Regions from separate parts of the Zea mays genome. Here region 1 is linked to region 2. The links are chromatin contacts, called in public Hi-C maps. All regions are on one chromosome and are shown on one strand. Each heading gives the region's core, a stretch centred on a gene start, on an enhancer-like site or on the middle of the called end of the contact. The rest is flanking DNA. Distances are from core to core; before and after follow the strand shown. Region 1 holds the start of LOC103641406 (C2H2-like zinc finger protein). Region 2 holds the start of LOC100384823.

Region 1 (5,290 bases), core at 963-3,462, 250 kb after region 2:
GAGCCTCTTTTAGTTTTATCAATCTTTCATGTGATTGTTGCTGTTGGTACACGCCCAAAGGCATGCATGCAAAGGTGAGCGGCCTGCACGCAACTTTTGGGTTTTGTGCTAGACCATGAAATGGTGGTTTTTTTTAATGTGATCCAGTCATTACGTGCATTAAACAAGCGCCTAGATGCTTTGGGGAGAAGACACAACAATGCCGTGCTTGTTGCTTGCTTGTAAACCACAAAAGACAAGGAAAAAGATGGAAAAGGAAGCAGGGGAGCAGGGGGTATGGCCGTATGCATGGTAGGTTAACTTTGATGCGCAGAAAGAAGCATGCAGCAGCATCTTCCCCGGCCTTTCTGTTTGTCTCCTCCTGGCCGGCTAGCTTCTACTACTACCTCCACGGCTCCACTCACATGGATACATGTGCCAAGCTACACAGGGATTATATATAACTATTTTATTTTATCTTGCTCTAGCTAGTGGTGGAGCTAGTGGTGACTATTTTTTGTTTATTAGCAGCTTTTGGCAGAACAACTTAGACCTTGTTTACAACAAACTCACCTATAATAAAAAAAGCTTCTTAATTTGAATTATGTCCTCACATATAAATAGAATAAAATAAATAAAGCTACAAATATCACTACTTCACCTCAGACTAGTGGATCTCTTGCGTACGTGTGGGATTATGTCGTAAGAGCGTGTTTTAAGAAAACTGTATATAAAATTATATACAAGCCGTATATAACAAGCCGTATCATTGACCAGGGGCGCCGACACTACTAGCTAGCCATAGATACCTCACAGATCTGTAGCTACCGTACCCCAAGTCTTTCACCATATGAACTGAACAGCATTAAACCTAGCTTCATCTTAAAGAAAAAGGTCCACAACACACGTATCGCCTTTACTTTACTTTTGGGTGAAATTCCCGTGTTGCGCCTTTAATTATCTTGCAATAAAGTTGCTCTGCGGGGAGTGTATGTTCAAGCCACTATACAGGTAGTAACATGTACTACTAATAATGTACTCACCACATTATTTAGTTATATTTATTTTATATATCACTATAATACTATTAAAAATGTACTGCTCAAAAAATATACTATAATTCTCTTAGAAATAGAGGAATCGGTTTCATTCGTTCAATACGGGAAACAAAAACAGAGAGAAATCTGGATGGCTAGAACTGTAGAGCGCTGGAAGGAGAGGGCGGCTACCGTACCTGCATGGCGAATGGCCTGGTGGTGCTCCAAGGTGTCGGCCTTGGTGAACACCTCGCCGCACTGCGGGCACGCGCACAGCTCCCTCGGCCTCGGGTACCGCCTGACCATTAACCATCCATTAATCACGGTTAGCTTTGGCGCAATCACCAGTCACCACATCATGATTACCTTAATCATCATCCAGCTCAAAAGCTCCATAGTCTAATTAGTAATCATAAAACTAATATTGAGCTAGTAGCTGGGACGGATCGGACGACGGACCTCGACATGGGCTCCACGTTGATGGCGCGGCACTCGTAGCAGCCGGAGAGGCCCCGCAGGGAGGAGTGGTGGCTGCTGCCGGCGCCGGCAGACGACGACGAGGCGCCGCGGTGCGCGCGCCGGCGGTTCAGCGGTGCCGTGTCGCGGTCGCCCGACGCGGACGCGGACGCGGCGGCGGACGACGCCGCGGAGGAGGCGGCGTCGACCACGTCGCGCATGGCGCAGAGCGAGGCGCCGCACGTCCCCGCGCCGCTGCCGCGGAGCCGCGCCAGCGCCGACGGAGCCGCTGGGTCGTGCACGCGCGCCGCCGCCGTCACGCTCCGGCAGCTCAGCAGGCTCTTCACCTGCTCCCAGTCCCAGGACGCCGCCGCAGTGGCCTTCTTCTTCGTCGCCTGGCCTCGGTGCTGCTGGTACTGGGCGCGGCTGTTCTTGCCCGCCGCGGGGGCCTTGGGGCTTTTCTTCCTGGGAGATGACGAGGACGCAGCCATGACCATCACGCGCTGGCTTCGTGCCCCTGATGGCGGGGTTCTCGGCGCCGACGCGAGCGACGACGGTTGCGGTGATGCCGGTGGCTTCTTCTTGCACTTGCTGCCGTGGTGGTCGTGGTCGTGCCTCCTGCTGTCGGTGTGGTGGTCGCCGGCCGTGCCAGCCTTGGTGGCCATAGAGCCTGGGGAGGGGAGCAGCAGGGTGGCGAGAGACATATCGCCTCTAATCTTTATGACTAGCTGCTAGTGTGTGCCCTCTGCACTCTTCTATTAAAAAAATAGGTTCAATGTCAAATGCTCCTACATAAATAAATAGAGACATTTTTCTATATACTACTGCAATCTTCTCCGCATGGAAAGAGTTGTGGTCATAAATATCATAATTACTTGTATGCCACTCGGATGCAATATCTTATTCTTTCATATCATCATCAATGGCATAGGAAAGATTAGGACATACAATTTTATTATACTTCTATGTCAATGAAGATGGCATGGAGGTGTAAACATTTCCATCCGAGTAGTATAGAAGTGCCAGGGAGAAGCCTTTGTCGAAATCCCTTAAACTGATTAATTTCACTACCGGAATCGCCGCCTCGGCAAAGCCTTAAAACACTCAGCAAAGGTTTTTCCAAGTGTCGCACTCGGCAAAGAAGGCTCGGCATACAGTGCATCGGCAAAGTCTTCTTTGCCGAGTACTTTTTCTCGGGCACTCGGCAAAGAGGTTTGCCGAGTGCCAGACAGCACTCGACAAAGAAAAGCAGCCGTTACGTCGACGGGTGACGGAGACGGCGTCTTTGCCGAGTGTCCCGGGTGACACTCGGCAAAGAAGTTACCTTTGCCGAGTGTCTGCCCCGCAGCACTCGGCAAAGAACCCGCCAGAGAGGGTCCCCATGTCAGGTTCTTTGTCGAGTGCTATGCACGGCACTCGGCATAGCGTGCCTCTGTGCCGAGTGTCAGAGACATTACACTCGGCAAAGAACCTATACCGGTGCCCAGGTCTTAGTTCTTTGCCGAGTGCTATGGTCTTGACACTCAGCAAAGAACCTCTTTGTCGAGTGTTACACTCGGCAAAGTGACCAGTAGGCACCTTTTTTATTTGTTTTTTATATTCCAACCACACAAACAAAAGATATCACATATATATCACATATATACATCACAGATATCATCACAAACATAAATAGCCAACACAAACATAACTATCCATCACAAACATAAGTGTTAACACAAGTATCCAACACAAACATAAGTCTCATACGTCTCAAACTCTGACATAAGTATCCAACACAAACATAAGTATTCTACACAAGTTCTGAAGTCTAAACACTGAAAACATAACACTCATGGAGGTGGCTGGTTCGACTGGTGCTGCGTTGGGCTGAACCCTTCCAGAGGGTTGTTGGATGCCGCCTCAGATTGGCCCTGCACAGAGAAGAGATTGCATGTGTTATACTAGATGCATTACCAACATCTAACTACAATTTTGATACTCACAGGAGTATGGAAGAGAGCAGGGTCAACTGGAGGGAACAATGGAGGTGGCGGAGCGATGCCCTGTGCGGCGCCAAGGCTCTGCATGTACTGGAACATCTCCGCCATCCTCTGATGATCTGCCAGGCGAGCCTCCCGCTCCGCCATAATCCTCGCCTCCATCTCGTGACGTTCCCTCCTCTCTTCTTCTAGTTGAGTCTGTAATATTACAAGCCAACGTTATAGTAACTCAAAGAGAAGGTATATAACTCAAGGAAGGACGAGTTACAGAAGCACTAACCTCGAGTTACTGTATGCGAAGCTGAGCTGTCGTGCCGAGGTCGTATGGCTGAACTCGAGCTCGTGCTCCTTGCTCTCACCTGAGACAGAGTGGGAGTGAAGGACGAGTCGATTGCCCCGTCGGCAATCCAGTACCGCCCATGTCTCTTGCCTCCTCCGACCCTCATGAGCACATCGGGGTTGATCGGCTCGGTGCTCGGATCATATTCTGGGCCATGGACCTCCTGCGCCATGGCGATGTAGTCATGGAGGCGGCTGTAGATGGCAGGGTTGGTGTAGGCCTCGAGCCCGTCATCCGGGTTGTAGGTGACGTCGGACGTCGCCTTACCCTTATGGGCCATAGCATAGGCCGAGAAGGTGGAGCAAGGTCGGCCACCATGTGACGCCGACTACAAGAAAACCAACGATATAGTTAGAAATAATATCTAATCTAGTGCTATATACCTAAATAAAAAAGAGGGTGTACCCATGCTTCGCATATTGACCCAGGCTCCGGCTGCCTTGGTGGTGGGAGGGACCTTGCATCATCATACGCCGTTCCCGGCTAGCGTTGTGCGCCTCATCCCACTCAGCCAAACACCACCTATCCACCATCTGCTCCCAATAGAGAGGATGTGCGGCACACCAATGTGGAATCACCTACAAAGTAAACACGTAAAGTGCATATCAGAAAATAAAATAAAATTCATGCATGGAGTACTAGTACCAAACATGCATGACTTTACCTGCAGGTACTGGTCCCTGGTCAACGTCATGGTTCGGGCTTGCTGCTTGGTCACCCTCTCCCCCAAGGACAGAGCCGTGGTAGGTGACGATGGCCTAGATTCGGGCCTCATAGTGCATGTCCACGACGAGCTTCTTACAGCTCGTGGTGGCCACCACATCCGCCCTAGCCTCGTATCCAGCCTCGCATCTGAAGAAATCCTGCATACAAAAACGATGTATCCATACATTATTTCAAGAATTTGCAACAAATACGACATATTTTACATTATACTAAGACTTACCCACAGCTCTTGCTTAATCCGCTCTGCCTTGTTATTGAATTCCCGACCGTCCCGGTCTACTGCATCGGGGGCGACGGCATAGTGGTCGAAGGTGTAGGCTGGGCCCGTCACTCCGGCGTACTCAACCAGTCCAGGGAAGTGTTCCCTGCACAGCAGGCCGAGGATGCCATTGGGGAGGCGACGATGACCCCCAGCATAATCCACAACCGCCCAAGACCTGTCCAAGTGATAAATAAAAAGTATTAGTTTATATTATGATTTTGAACACATAATATGAACAAGAATGAAGAACATAAAGTTACATACCTCTCCCCATCCGGCCGAATCAGCGGTCGCCTGTCCCGAAGTATGGGACGCTGAGGGAGACTCGCGGGACCTCCCAGGTAGATGCTCCTCGAACATGAGCCGCCAGAACCTGAGGCGTCCTGCTACTAGTTGTCGTCGTCCTGCTGCTGGTCGTCGTCGTCCTGCTGCTGGACAATGTCGTCCTGAGGCGCCGCCTGCTCTGCCTCGTCCGCCGTCCTACTCCTCCTCCCCCTCCTCCTCCTCA
Region 2 (5,457 bases), core at 1,125-3,624:
AACACTGTAGAACAAGTTTCATCGAGAACTCCAGCTGAAATTGATAATAAGAGAATATAAACAAGTTAGTCAAGGAATTTCTGCAAACCACCGATGCAAGAAAATGAATTTCAGTATTTCACAATAAGTAGAGTCCTGACATCAGATGTCGCAACTGAACTATAATACCAACCAACAACAAACATAAAGAAACCACGAAATCAGACATGAAACTTTGATTGATAGTTCCAATTTTCAAATGAGGTCAACATGTCTTATTTATACCCCTATATAATCCATCAGTTAAAACATCACTGAGTGCACACAATAAATTACCCTCAGCTAAATCCCACCATTAAAACCAACGATCCAAATCGCTTCATTTACCCTCCTCTCTCTTAATCAATCGCATCCAACCGTGAGTGTTTTTTGGATCATCCCCTCATCCCTCACCCACCTCTAGCCTCCTTCCTCATCCCCCAGCCCCCGTCAACACCCCAGAGCTCGCGATCAACGCCGCCACCGCCCTAGCCCTGTGTCTGCCTGGACAAACACCTGCGCCCCCACCCCTGCAGCCTTCTGCGAGCTGCGACCTTCTGCTGCTCGTGGCCTCCACCTCCCTCTGTTGCGCGGGAGCGGCGACGTGCCTGTTTGCCACCGCGGAGCGGGGCGCGACCAAGGAGGTCGTGCTCGTGGGCGGTGAAAGGAAGGCCAAGGTCGGTCCGCTGCAGGTGATCGGTGAGGCCAACAGTAGCGCGTATGGCGACAGGCTCGACGGTGTCCAGGTGGGATGATTCATCAGCAAGTGCGCAAGGCGAGGCGTGGACGAGGACGGCGAGGAGGTTGTGTTTGCGAGCACGCTGGCGCCCTACGAGGCGGGCTTTGTCGGCGCCTGTCACGGCCAGCGCCGCGCAATGCTGGGGAGGAGCTCGCGGCGAGGGCGCTTGGGACAGTTACTTCGGCAGGTGGTCCATGTGGCACCACATTGACCCAGCATGCAGCCTCCTGCAGCCGAGCACTTGATGATGATGCTTCACAAAGCATCTATGCTACTATACTTACATGAAAATTTCAAATACAACTTTGGTCGAACTTTGTGCTTGTATGACCGATGCGTTGAGTTTTTGAAGATCTTCGCCGTGTCACTAACAATTGGTCGAAAAAGGGCACGATGGTGACATAGTTAAGTAGGGTGGTTGGTCAAGATGCGCGAGGACGGCGGCACCTCCCCTTGCGGGCATTTTATTAGTAGTTATAAGGGTCTGTGTTTGGAATAGACATATTTATTGACACCAGAAAAACTGTGTGGGGGTAGTTTTAGACTGACAACACAGTTCCAAGGGCAGATTGATCCCACATAAATTGGATTCATCACCAAGCTAAGTAAAATGAACCATCCTGGGCCAGAAACATTTTCCTACAAGGTCACCTAGGCCACGGGCCACCCTTTAACTAGTTGCAGGCACCCAACACGTCAACATAAGCACATCTAGAAGTGAAAAAACCCTAAACCCTGACTAGAAGAAGCCAGTGGTTCATGCCACAACATGCATATCTGAAGTTCTGAACACACACTGGCATCTCCAAGTACTGCATGAGAGCTTAGGATTAACCCTTTTTTCCCAGCTATACCACTCGAGGTGCACAGACACAGAATGCAGCATTCGTACAAGACCAACCATACTGCTACTGGTGAAAAAGAACCCCAACATTTCCACCTCGAAATGGCCCAAAATTCGAAGCACAGATGCGCACACCTCCTCCGAAGCAGATTTACATTTGAACCCCGTAACCACGGCCCAACACAGCCGAAATCGCGCACTGAGGCAAGCCGAAATACAGGTGCCATCCCCCAACACTTGATCCTTCAAATGCTCGAGCCCCGCAAAATCGGACGCGCAGATGTGCGCAGCTCACAATTTGAAACCCAGAACAGCGCCCTAACACAGCTGATATCGTGCGCTGATGCAAGCGGAAACACGAGAAGAAAGAACCCCTAAATCATCAGCATTGCTCGAGACCCTGCAGCAAATCGGCCGAAACGGGCCGAGTCGAGAGCGCGGCCTCCAGGAGCAGGGAGGGGAACATCTTACCCGGAGCGGAGTAGGGGAACCCCGAGGGCTCGAGACCTCCTGCGCGAGCAGCAGCGGTGGGATTTGGCGCCAGCCGCCGAAACCCCAAACCCTATCCAATCCCGCGCCCACGCAGAGGTGCACGTGACGGGGCGGACGAGCTGCGTCTGGTGTCGGCGGAAGCGCACCGGCGGTGACCGGGGGCGGGGCGGCGATGGCGTAGCTCGGGTACCGGGATCCGGTGGCGGAGGTGCCACGACCGGCGGCGTGTCCCAGGGGCTGAAACCCTAGTCGCCTCCGGAGAGTGGCCGACGCGGGGTTTTTGCCGGGTGGAAGGAGGGGAGGAGAATGACGCGCAGCGCAGCGACTGGAAACGCTCTCTCCCATGCTTACTTCTGCCAGTCGTCGGTTCCGACTGCCGGGACCCACATGGAGGTCACTGAGACAAGGAGGGCACGCGTCCCCCTTGACCTTGGCTAGTTAGCTGACGTGTACAGGTGTGCTTGGCGTGCCGACCACGATACAACCTCATTAATAAGTGGTCCATACATGGTTAAGTGAAAAATCAAAAGACGGACTATTTTCTTAAAAGTCTGTCTCTTTACTGCTATATATATAGTGTCAGTACCCTGGAACAGGGTATCCGTTACTACAGTATGAAGGTACGCTGTTTATGCAGCTATCCTTAGTCGCACGGTAAACAGTACTCGTCTCCACCACGTGGACGGCTCCAGAGGTCGTCACGTGGCCAGGGAAGACAATATCCTCCAAGGTATCAACGGTGGGTCCGGACCACATGGGAAAGTGTCGAACCCCAGCATATCCGGACCGGACCTCTGGGCAGGGTCCAGGACCTCCGCGGGTACAAATCGGATCCCCGAGACGAGTCTCGGACCTCTCTATGTAGGGTCCGGGCCACCCTCAGCAGGATCCCGGGATTCTGGGACAAAATATACCCATGCCTTAATCAAGGCCAGGCGGGTCCGGAGCCGACACGTGTCCGGACCATACCATGTACACTTCCGCTCCCCGCTCAGGCGGAGGCCCGATGCTGCCACGTGGCATATCGCCCGTGACGTAAGCCAGCGGGCGGAGCCTGACGTAAGGCCTCTGGGTCGCGCGGTCTCTGCATTTATTGTGGAGAATACGCACAGCCTGACTATTCCACTGACAGGCGATGTGCCACCTCAGCATTTAATGTGTCCTGTCCACTCCGCTGGCAGGCGGCGTCCAGGCCATCCTGCAGGCGGCGTGCCTGTCTAGTCCATTGCCAAACAGTACGCCCGTGCTGTGAGGAGCATTGTGACCATCATCACTCGTACGTTGCCAGGGAGACTTCCCCTGCACGCCAAAGCTACGCAGATCGTGAATATCAGGGCGCAAGGAGATTGCTCCAGCAACAAACATTAGTTGCTCCAAGTATTACATCTGTTATGTTCCTGGTACATGTCGGGGCTCAGCACCCTTGTACATGCCCCCTTGGGCTACAAAATGGGAGGCACGCAGCGTTACAAACGAGGCTCACTTAAGCACACTTAGACCCAGCTCAGGCTCACAAGTTCATACAAGCTCTCAAGCTCAATACATCACACAGTGGAGTAGGGTATTACGCTCCGTCGACCCGAACCACTCTAAACTCTTGTGTGTTCTTGTGTTCATTCATCGCTTAGCAGGCAGGCAAAACGCTTAGGCCCCTCCTCATCTTAGGATTTAGGGCGGGTGCATTCCGCCACCCGGCCGGAGATTTCCTCTCCGACATATACCTACTAGTCAGTTGCTCGTATTTTGCTACGATTTTTATATATCATATAAATAGATATTAAGATATTTATTCAAATATAATTATTATTTATTTCTAAACACTAAAATCATATAAATTATTGTTTATTCAAATACTAGTTGGCCTTTGTCTGGCTTGTCTGACTCCTGCTGATTTCCGCCTCATTCGACCCCGTGTGGGCAAGGCGGAAATCATCGACCCGTGAGCGGTTTGCTTGGAATATCTCTTTGCCCTTGCTGACTCGTGAACCCAAAGGCCCGAGGTCTTGTACAGTAGCCCCTGAGCCCCTAGCGGGAGAGTGTTCTCCCTTTAGTGCCTTTTTTCGAGGTCAGGTCCATCGGCGTATGTGCCTTCCTTAGATCGAGAGGTGGGCTTTTTGCGCCTGTGGGGCTGCTTAAGTCCACCACTTTCTCGAGTTTTCCTAGCCCGGGTCGATTGTTGTTCTAGCTTTGAGGCAATCTTTTGTCCCTGTGGGAGCCTCGTTAGTCACAGCAACTCAGGAGGGGAGCAGAAAGCGTGCTTTGGGCCATCTCTAGTCGCTGGATGTTGAACCCCACATTTATAAGTAGGGGCCCTCCTTGGTCCATTTTTATCCAGCTTCCACTTTATCTTTCCTAGCTTTCATAAGAAGCCTTGGCAAAAGCCTTCCAAGAGGAAAAGGCCTCGTCCCAAGTCTTTCTGCGCCATTCCTATCGACTCATGGACCATGGCAAGCGATCTGTAGCTGAATGTGTCCCACAAGCGCACCAAAAAAGGCACCTTCTCCTAGAGTCAAGGTAAAGCCACTAGTCTATTTCCTTTCTTTCGATCATTTTATCATGCATATGATCTCGTTTATGGGGTCATCCAGTGCATACGTCTCAAGGAGGATCATTTCCTCACCCTCGTTTCCCGTGGGCCCCTGAAAGTCACCTAGAGAAGTGGTGAATAGGCGAAACCTAAAAATTATAAACTTTAAACACGAACTTCACCCTAGGGTTGGGATTAGAAATAAGTAATAACGAAATCGGAGTGCGGAAGAGAGTTCTTCTTGCTATGAGTTGCTCAATAAACGCGGATGACTTTGGGAGCTAACTCAAAAGATTGTGAGCAAGAGAACTTAGAGATAGTGGAGAGGAAGAATCAAATTGTAGGATAAAACACAAATGAACACAACGATTTGTTTCCTGAGGTTCGGTTCTGAAGAACTTACTCCCCATTGAGGAGGCCACGTAGGTCGGGTCTCTTTCAACCCTTTTCCTCTCTCAAATGGTCACTTAGACGGGTTGAGTGCTTCTCCTTAATCTCGAGGATCACTAAGATCCCACAAAGACCACCACACACTTAGGTGTCTCTTGTTAGTTTTACAAGTCACTAGAGAGTTTAGAAGGAGATGAAGAAAACACGATTAAGAAAACCAAGCAACAAGAGAAACAAATGAAACACCGAATCACACTCTCTCAAGTCACTAATCACTAATGATCACTAGTCACAATTATGGCACTTGGAGAGGTTTGAAAGCTTAGAATGTGTCTTGGAATGAATTGCTTGCTCTTGTTTGAATGTGAGTGAGTAGAATGCTTGGATGTCTTGAATGGAGGTGGTTGGGGTTGTATTTATAGCCACCAACCACTTCCTAGCCATTAC

The links. Hi-C and Micro-C count contacts between places; a contact is called where the count stands out from the background.
Region 1: a contact with region 2 is called in a Hi-C map of ear, with 1.8 times the contacts expected there. The contact joins the promoter of LOC103641406 here to the promoter of LOC100384823 in region 2. A contact is called at or near these places in 2 of 25 Hi-C or Micro-C datasets (ear and tassel).

Annotation. Positions count from the first base shown.
Region 1 is chr10:93,907,402-93,912,691 of Zm-B73-REFERENCE-NAM-5.0, forward strand. LOC103641406 (C2H2-like zinc finger protein) reads right to left here and starts at 2,213. Exons shown (of 3, transcript NM_001323006.1): 1 at 1,476-2,213; 2 at 1,214-1,314. The coding sequence starts at 2,176.
Region 2 is chr10:93,653,909-93,659,365 of Zm-B73-REFERENCE-NAM-5.0, forward strand. LOC100384823 reads right to left here and starts at 2,375. Exons shown (of 7, transcript NM_001362472.1): 1 at 2,073-2,375; 2 at 1-34. It also overlaps the pseudogene LOC109942864.